2 separate regions of the Zea mays genome follow, and region 1 is linked to region 2. The links are chromatin contacts, called in public Hi-C maps. All regions are on one chromosome and are shown on one strand. Each heading gives the region's core, a stretch centred on a gene start, on an enhancer-like site or on the middle of the called end of the contact. The rest is flanking DNA. Distances are from core to core; before and after follow the strand shown.

The links. Hi-C and Micro-C count contacts between places; a contact is called where the count stands out from the background.
Region 1: a Hi-C map of ear shows a contact between it and region 2, with 2.2 times the contacts expected there. The contact joins the promoter of LOC100284314 here to the promoter of LOC100284418 in region 2. A contact is called at or near these places in 3 of 25 Hi-C or Micro-C datasets (ear, leaf and tassel).

The regions. Positions count from the first base shown.
Region 1 is chr2:204,629,983-204,634,941 of Zm-B73-REFERENCE-NAM-5.0, reverse strand. It overlaps LOC100284314, which reads right to left and starts at 1,764. Exons shown (of 3, transcript NM_001157209.2): 1 at 1,388-1,764; 2 at 469-527; 3 at 1-381. The coding sequence starts at 1,507. The coding sequence ends at 30.
Region 2 is chr2:204,439,061-204,443,969 of Zm-B73-REFERENCE-NAM-5.0, reverse strand. LOC100284418 (Ubiquitin-60S ribosomal protein L40-like) reads left to right here and starts at 2,480. Exons shown (of 3, transcript NM_001370624.1): 1 at 2,480-2,858; 2 at 2,983-3,049; 3 at 3,186-3,362. The coding sequence starts at 2,539. The coding sequence ends at 3,230. It overlaps LOC109944601 (a long non-coding RNA gene), which reads right to left and starts at 4,379. Exons shown (of 2, transcript XR_002267702.2): 1 at 4,269-4,379; 2 at 3,679-4,154. It overlaps LOC103647645 (putative E3 ubiquitin-protein ligase RF298), which reads left to right. Exons shown (of 3, transcript XM_008672149.2): 3 at 1-128.

The DNA of each region.
Region 1 (4,959 bases), core at 515-3,014, 190 kb before region 2:
AAGCTGAGGTGAATCCATGAAAGAGCAAATCACTTCTTCTTCTTGGAAGGTGGCTGTTCTTCCTCATCGTCGTCATCCTCTTCATCTTCATCTTCGTCATCATCTTCATCGTCGTCATCATCGTTACCATCATCATCACCATCGTTATCATCGTCGTCATCATCACTCCCCCCTTCACCATTAGCCTCAGGATCATCATCTTCATCACCCCCCTCTTCATCATCATCGTCTTCATCGTCGTCGTCACCACCCTCATCATCATCATCATCATCATCATCATCATCTTCATCTTCATCTTCATCGTCTTCATCGTCATCATCATCATCTGACCCAGCCTTAATTTCAGGGACATTTTCAGATTTGATTCTTCCATATAATAACCTTTAAAACAATCAAAATCACAAGTTATGTTTTTATCATACTTAAGTCACAGAGCAAATATTTTAAAAAAAAGGAAAAAGAATTTACTTGTATATTTCCTGCTGGTCTTCATTATATATTTCTGCTACACAATTTACAGTTTGAACCTAAGAACGCATCAGCACAGAGCACAGGCCAACGTTAGAGGAAAAGATGAAATAAACAAAACAAAGCATATTTTACAACATACTCCACAACAAATAAATAAACCAATCAGATAAATGGGTGACAATAATAATTCAATAACTACAAAAGGAAAATACAGTGAAAGAAAGAGTGGCACATTTAGAAAGTCTAGAGGGCAGCAAAATTATCCGGGGTTTCTGGCCTAGAAATTTCTAACTACATGAGTTTTAGAAGATATTTCTAACAACAAGAGTTTTAGAAGATCTTGTGGCAACTCGAGATTGAAAACAGAGCCCTCTAAAACCCAACTAATGTTTATGACCAGATCAGTTTCATGTGTGCATTTGTCTTCAATTTGTGCCAGCACTGCCCCAAACAATAAATTCCTCTAGACGTGCTCCAATCAATAGATTCTTCCATAAGATCTAAAAAATCCTCCAGGCACAATCAACTACTACCCGATACAACAGTGAACTAACATATTGTGAGTGACAGTAGTTTTCGGTAGGGCAGAGTATTGACTGGTCTAGTATACAATTATACATTGTGGTTTCTAGTTAAAATTTGTAAAATTAACTGCCCGGATCTGCTTAGATCTATTCGAAAAAAAACTATGTGCTACCTAATACAAAAAGAAGGCCAAAATTCTTCAACATTGCCTTAGATCTGCAGACTCGAATACTAAAAAATCAGTAAAGCGCAAAATACGCATGTCTCATTAAAAAAACAGCTCTAATAGCAGAGCAATAACAGGGTAATGGGTTGAAAGGCCGAACGGTGAAGGAAGCAGAATCACATGATTATCAGGTGACATGTCAAACTGGACAGCAATAATACTTACCGCAAGAGCGAGCAGGCCTATCAACCTCTGCGAGGCAACGGCGACGGCCAGCACAGCCCCCGCGGACGACGCCGCAGCCTCCACCCTGTCGTGTCCGCCAACTGCCGTCGCTGCTGCCATCGCTGCTTTGCCCGTGCGCGACCGGCGAGGAGATGCGGATTCGGTGGCGTAGCAGCAGCCGACGGACTGGACGCCGACTTTAATAGCGAGAAGGTTAGGGTTTTGTGCTCGGAGCCCGGTGGGAACGTGGGACGGGGGGGCCGGCCGTCCGGGGCCGGGTGGCGTCGTGTGGGCTTGTGCTAGGGTTTTTGTGTTCCTGTCGCGTGGTGGGAGTGTGGGACGATCGGGCCTCTGGCGGGTGGGGCGCTGGAGGAGGTGGCTTTGCTCCAATAGGTGCAGAGTATTCGAAAACGTAACGGTGAGCTGCTGGTGCCGATCGCCGATCGGGATTCGGGATCGCTTCGCATCCCGATCGCTTCGAAAACGTGAGTCGTGATTCCTGCGGGTGTCTAATGTCTACTACTGGGCTAGTGGGCTTGGCCGTTTCTGTCGGCAGATCCTGCCGCAGATCGGATGGGCTTCTCTACGCGTTGGGCCCAGCTGACAGCGGTTGTTTAAGATATTGGCTGAATGGCTGGGCTAAATCCTGATGAATGGCTCAGCTAGTCAGCTCCTTTTCATGGTCGTTTTGGTCGTCGTATTGTCTGGTTCAAACTTCCAAGTACTCCGTGTTAATCTTTCAGAATAAAGTACTGTATGATTATGTTATATATTTCGAAATAATGTAATCCATGTTCACATCATATGTTTCAAAATAATGTATTCCGTATTCACATCAATAGCTTTCAAAAATATCTTATGGTCAGACAATTTTTTCCATAGATGAAGTTTATGTATATAAATAGGGTTGTCTTGTACCCTGTCTTGCACATTCGTTTGCCGTTCTGCACACATGTACAGGAACTCCACAATCTCCCCATCTAGCTTTTTCCTAACGACCACCAACCATTTATCAATTCTCTTCTCTACTCCCATAAATCACCGATTTCGACAGTTGTCTTGTGTCTACTGCATAAGTCTGTTCAACTTCTTCGCTTCTCGCTTTAAACCAGATAAATCTTATCTCTTATTGTTTGCACGAGTAACTATCATCACGAGCACTTCCTCCTCCTCACTACATTCCGCCTCTCGTGTTTCTCGCCACAAACCAGACATGGTAAGGCTTATTTCTTTCCTTGCATACATAACTAGGGGTGGTAATGAGCTCTAGATTTTATATTACAAAATTTAAAGATCAAATTGGATTAGAATCGGATACTATTCCTATTCATTTTTGAACTAAAAATAATTAAGAGTCATAACTTATTGTGAAGACATATTTGGATCATGATCCATTACCACCCCCACAACCAACACAGATGTTTTCTACCCCAAATAAGATTCACCATAGTGGATATCGAACAGTGAAAGTCGCCTAGAGGGGGGTGAATAGGGCGAAACTGAAATTTACAAAGTTAATCACAACTACAAGCCGGGTTAGCGTTAGAAATATAATCGAGTCCGCGAGAGAGGGTGAAAAACAAATCGCAAGCAAATAAGAAGTGTGACACGCGGATTTGTTTTACCGAGGTTCGGTTCTCGCAAACCTACTCCCCGTTGAGGAGGCCACAAAGGCCGGATCTTTTTCAACCTCTTCCCTCTCTCAAACAGTCCCTTGGACCGAGTGAGCTTTCTCTTCTCAAATTAACCGGGAACAAAACTTCCCCGCAAGGACCACCACACAATTGGTGTCTCTTGCCTCGGTTACAAGTGAGTATTGATCTCAAGAAAGAATGAGAAAGAAGAAATCAATCCAAGTGCAAGAGCTCAAAAGAACACAACAAATCACTCTCACTCAACACTAATGCTTTTGTGGAATTGGGAGAGGATTTGATCACTTGGGTGTGTCTTGTATTGAATGCCTAGCTCTTGTAAGTGGTTGGAAGTTGGAAAACTTGGATGATTTGAATGTGGGGTGGTTGGGGATATTTATAACCCCAACCACCAAACTAGCCGTTTGGTGGAGGCTGCTGTTGCATGGCGCACCGGACAGTCCGGTGCACACCGAACAGTGTCCGGTGCGCCAGCCACGTCACCAGGCCGTTGGGTTCCGACCGTTGGAGCTCTGACTGCTGGGCCCGCCTGGATGTCCGGTGGCACACCGGACATACACTGTAGAGTGTCCGGTGCGCCACTTCGCGCGTGCCTGACTTCTGCGCGCTCTGGCGCGCATTTAATGCTGTAGCAGGTGACCGTTGGCGCCGAATAGCCGTTGCTTCGCTGGCTCACCGGACTGTCCGGTGTACAACGGACACGTCCGGTGAATTATAGTGGAGCAAATTCCCGAAGCTGGCAAGTTCCAGAGTCGCTCTTCCCTGGGGCACCGGACACTGTCCGGTGTACACCGGACAGTCCGGTGAATTATAGCGGAGCGCCTCTGGATTTTCCCGAAGGTAAAGAGTTCAGCGTGAAGTCCACTGGTGCACCGGACACTGTCCGGTGGTGCGCCAGACCAGGGCACACTTCGGTTATCCCTTTGCTCCCTTTGATGAACCCAAATCTTGGTCTTTTTATTGGCTAAGTGTGAACCTTTGGCACCTGTATAACTTATACACTAGAGCAAACTAGTTAGTCTAATTATTTGTGTTGGGCAATTCAACCACCAAAATCATTTAGGAAAAAGGTGTAAGTCTAATTCCCTTTCAATCTCCCCCTTTTTGGTGATTGATGCCAACACAAACCAAAGCAAATATGGAAGTGCATTATTTAACTAGCTTGCATAATGTAAGTGCAAAGGTTGCTTTGAATTGAGCCAATATAAATATTGATAATATATGCATGGATTGTTTCTTCATTTCTAACATTTTGGACCACGCTTGCACCATATGTTTTGTTTTTGCAAATTGTTTTGTAAATTCTTTTCAAAGTCCTTTTGCAAATAGTCAAAGGTAGATGAATAAGATTTTGCGAAGCATTTTCAAGATTTGAAATTTTCTCCCCCTGTTTCAAATGCTTTTCCTTTGACTAAACAAAACTCCCCCTAAATGAAATCCTCCTCTTAGTGTTCAAGAGGGTTTTAAGATGTTGATTTTGAAAATACTACTCTCTCCTCTTTTTGAACACAAGGAGATACCAAATTGAAAATCATACCAATTGAAAAACCTTAGTTTTAAAATTAGGTGGTGGTGCGGTCCTTTTGCTTTGGGCTAATACTCTCTCCCCCTTTGGCATGAATCGCCAAAAACGGAGTCATTAGAGCCCTTAGAATTACTCTCTCCCCCTTTGGTCGTAAATAAATGAGTGAAGATTATACCAAATACGGAGTCCTTTTCTCCCCCAAAGATGGAGAGTTGCTTGGAGCGACGGCGAAGGATGAGTTACGGAGTGGAAGCCTTTGTCTTCGCCGAAGACTTCAATTCCCTTTCAATATACCTATGACTTGGTTTGAAATAGACTTGAAAACACATTAGTCATAGTACATAAAAGAGACATGATCAAAGGTATATTAATGAGCTATGTGTGCATATCAACAA
Region 2 (4,909 bases), core at 1,231-3,730:
CAAGCCCCAGCGGACAGTGGGTACTGGTTGGGTTTGTTATATGGATATACCGGCCGCTTCTGAATGCTTTGGTTTTGTTGCACTCTGCTTCTTAGTCCTGTCTGTACTGTTTGGTATGGATGTCATTCTGTGCAATGCTTGGCAGGAAACCTTTTGATCGATGTTGCTATGCCCTGTTGCAATCATCTGTAGGTATTGATGTCCTAAAAATGGAGCGAGCTTCACTCACCCCACTCGTTCGGTTACGTAAATCCCTTGTCAGTCAAAAATAAAAAAAAAATAGCTTAGAATTTGTTCCGTTAGGAGGCAATGGATAAATACTCACGAGTGTTACTAACCCATACCTAAGCTCGGTCTATGCTTAGTTGACCTTCTAGACTAAGTTTATCTTTAGGTCGCGCTAATCTGACCTATATTATTTCGTGCTTGCTAATTCGGTTCATTATTTGGTATTAGATCGTGCTTTAGGTTTTTGTTTTTAGGTGCTCGTGGTTGCTCAAAAAAGTCTAGCACATATTCCTAGCACTAGTTGAGTTGCGACCATAGGACTTGCAGAGACGATACTTGCTGATGTTGTCATCTAAAATCCTGTTCATACAATTTTTATGGCTTGATAGTTGACCAGTAGGGAAGGGATGACACTGATGGATAGCAGTTAGCTGACGTGGTGCTCCATTCCATCTGTATGCCGCGCGTGTTCATCAGTGTGGTGCAGGAGAACGGACGAGCTCGTTGACGGCCCCAACGCGTCCCACATCTCGGCGCTGGCGCTGGACCGGTGGGAGTCGCGGCTGGAGGACATCTTCGCCGGCCGCCCGTACGACATGCTCGACGCCGTGAAGGGTCATATCTAGAAGCAGCAGCATACAGTAGGAAGGAAGGAAGGAAGGAAGGAGTAGCACCTAGCGACGCACATCTGAATCCCGAGGCAGATGTTTGTGTCTAGTTCCCTTGACAAAAAGAAACGTTTTGTGTCTAGCTGAGAAGGAAATTTCTGGGCTGGGGAACCCCAAGCAATGAAGCACGGAGGACATGCATGTCACGTGACCGAAGTAGTTGGCCCAAAAAAGCCGTTCAATGGCCCTGACCGCGCGGCCCATAACACAGATGCTGTTGAAAACTGTAACAGGAGTCTCGTAACCTTATCATTTCCGTAAATACAACATCGTTTCTATACTCTCTCATGTTTAAATGTTAAATAAAAAATGTTTGTCAACAATGTATTGTAGTTGTCATATATATATTGATTATGAAATTGGGTAAAATTTCTGACCCATCGACAATCGTTTTCGTACGAGACTATATTGTTTCCGACCATTTCCGATCGTATGTCCATTTCAATTTTCAAAAATATGTGGACCAGAAAGAGAAGACATACGACTCCATGTCAAGGTCCGCATCCCAATTTGCCTAAAAATCACAGGGCAAATTCACATGTGAAAACCAGTCCTTTTTTGTTACTTGAACTTATAACATTAACACCTCTAGATGATATAGGGGTAAACTCTATAGTTTTGTTTTGAAAAAGAAACGTGGGGTGAATTCATAAAGTGAAAAGAATGAGGAAGAAGATAGGAGCCCCATGTAATTCTGTCAACCGAAGAGTGCTTCTGTGTATGTAGGATCAACCCAAACTAAGGAGATCTAATAGTTAGTTGGCTAAAAAATTGATAGTAGAATTAGCTAGCTAACTATTATGCTCCGTTTGGATGTTGATATTGGAGGGGATGGAATTGAATTAGGTTGAATACAAATCAGATATGGTATTGAAATGTGATGTAATTCCAATTCTATTGTTTGGATGTCACTGAATTGGAATTTAGAATTGTGCGGTCTAATTCCACACAATATCGAGGGGTGAGGCTTTATATTGGGAGAGAAGGTTTCTAGTTATAGTCGAAATCTAGGAAATTGGGTCTCTGTTTCTAAGTCTCAATTCCACGTGCAACCAAAAAACAAGATTTAGTAAAGCTGATTCAAATTCTCAGTTCTGTGCTCCAATATCTACATCCAAACCAGGTATTAGCTAATTTGATAAAAATAGATAATAGCTAAATTATTAGCTAGAATGTTTAAATGTCTTTAGCTAATTTTTAACAACTAACTATTAAGTCTATTATATTTAAACATCCCCTGAATCTTAGACCTGTATATGATTCTCCCAGGCTTGACATATTGGGACGACTAGCTAGGCATGCAGGTAGTACTAGTGCTACGTATAAATTAGTAATTTCAATTGATGACGAATGAAAAAGAGAGAGAGAATCTTCATCAGTTTCGTAGGAGTCACGTTCGCTATTTGTAGATTTCGTTTTGTTTAGTGGTCGAAGTAGCCTAATTATCTCCTGTTTTTTTAATCAATTTCTCCGCACATGCATATATAAAAATTGTTTCGCGGCGGGCAAGTCACCTCCTCGTGTCCATATAAAGAGGGGAGGGAGAGCACAGGTCCTTCCGTACCACACTACCACCCACCCCACGAAACCGTAAGAAGCGCAGAGTGTGAGAGAGAGGGGCATCAAGGACGACGTGGGCAAGATGATGCAGGTGTTCGTGAAGACGCTGGTGGGGAAGACGATCACGCTGGAGGTGGAGTGCAGCGACACCGTCGAGAACGTGAAGGCCATGATCCAGGGCAAGGAAGGCATCCCGCCGGAGGAGCAGCGCCTCGTCTTCGCGGGCAAGCAGCTGGACGACGACGGCCGCACCCTGGCCGACTACGGCGTCCAGAAGGAGTCGACGCTGCACCTGGAGCTGCGCCTCCGCGGCGGCAGCAGGGGCGGCTACCCCATGGGGATCCCGCCCAGCCTCCGCGAGCTCGCGCAGAAGTACAACGAGAACAAGATGGTCTGCCGCAAGTATGTGTATCACATATATACGCCAGCCGATCGAGCTCGCTTTGCTATAGCTTTATTATTATTTCATATCCATATGGATGCGCTGATTAACTTTGATCCGTTTTTTTTTTTTTGTCCTGCGCAGGTGCTATGCGCGGCTTCCGCCCAGGGCAACCAACTGCCGCAAGAAAAAGTGTGGGCACAGTAACGAGGTGAGAATCCATGCATGCATCAGTAGTTTTACTCTTTGTTCATCCGATATATATACCAATTCAGCATATCTGCGTGCCATTTGGTCATTCTTTCATTTCGTCTAACCTGCGCCCTTTATTTTGATTTTTTTTCCAGCTGAGGTCGAAGAAAAGGTTCATGTCCAAGATTGGCGGGAAATGATCGGCTTTTGTCATTGCGTGACATATATGGAGCATCAGCTGAAATTTCTTAGACGCTTAATAATTTTTACTTTAACGCCGTGGATGTGATATTTTACTGAATAAAGTTGTAGTAGAAACAAAAAATTCGTGCTACTCTTGATCGAGATGTTTCTTCATATACGCCCTTTCGCTGTGGTTTGCTTAGGCTAATCACAATGAAGGTTTCATGAGGTGTTTCATGTATTTATTAGCTTGACACATCAGCTATTTCGATGACATGTCACATCATTTAATAAGGAAGAGTTTCATGGAGCTTCATGAGATGAAACTATGTTAACTCGTTTCCAAGGTCTGAAAACTGTGTGAAACCTCCACTGAGAGTGTTTTGTTTCATCTTCATATAATTGAGTAAATACTATTGGTTATTTATATGCAGCATTTAAGAAGTATGTTGATATATAAAATAGTGAGATAAAACTCTCTATTGAGAGATGATGTTTCATTCAACCATAAAATTGACGTGGCATTTTTAGAAATAGGGACATGAAATCCTCACTCTGATTAGCCTTACGAACGTACGTCCACCGGAGAACGAGGATCCTCGAAACATGCCCAACTAGTCTCATAATTACACAGCCATTTACTGATTTACAATTACAACCAGACAGCCTTAATTTTACTGGTTTCTTATACACAATCCAGTTTCCAGAAGTCCTCAGTGAGATATCGTCGAACAAATAGCACGCACCCGCTTGTTGCCCCCTCACTGCTTCTTGGATTCGTGGAGGGCCTCCCCAGCTCCCCTCAATCTCTTGGAGGTCCTCTTGGATTCTTGGAGTTGATGTAGTCCTGGAGCGCCTCCATCTGCTCCCTGGTCGGCGGCTGCTCGTTGTTCTTGATGGACCGGTGCACGTCGTACGTCGTCGCCCCAAAGAACACCATCCTGCGATGCAACTCAGTTTAATCGAGCATGCAGTCCTCAGCGATGCCGCGCCGCCGCCCGGCTGCGATTGAGGAGAATTCGAAGGAGAACGACGGGGGAGGCACAGGCACATACCCTGCGGCGAACAAGACGATCTGCCTAGGGAACACGTGCTTGCCGAACAGCCTCATGCTGCCCCGCCAGTGCTGTGCCCTGTGCTGCTCGGCGCTTTGCCAGTTGTATAAAGGACATGTAATAAAGCAGCTGGCCCAGGGTCCAGTAGGAATCATGCGCGGCCCATGGGCTGGGCTTTCCCCCACAACCTCACAAAACGCAAACTGCTCTCTCTGGGGATACTAGAGAGGCACGTTCGGAGAGATGAGACGTCAGGGGTTCTTGGAAGACCAGTTCACGTTGGAAGACGTCAGAACTAAATATGTATGACTTAACACAATATAATAATAAATAATTACCTAAATGATCATTTGATCATATTCTAGTTATACATACATACACACATCTATCACGAATGACTTAACATTTAATAAAGATTTGTTAAGTTATTCTAGTGTGGCCATCATCTAGAACGACGATTATATATTCTAAATAGGCAGTACTCCATTAGCCCTTGCTCTGACTGACTCTTGTGAGACCCATGATCATCCCCTCCTCCTTTCCTCCTGCTAAGCTGAATGTTTCGAGTAGCGGCAGCGGCAGGCTGTTAGCGTCACAGATGCTTCTAACGAGAAATAGCAGATATAGAGAGTAGAGAGGAA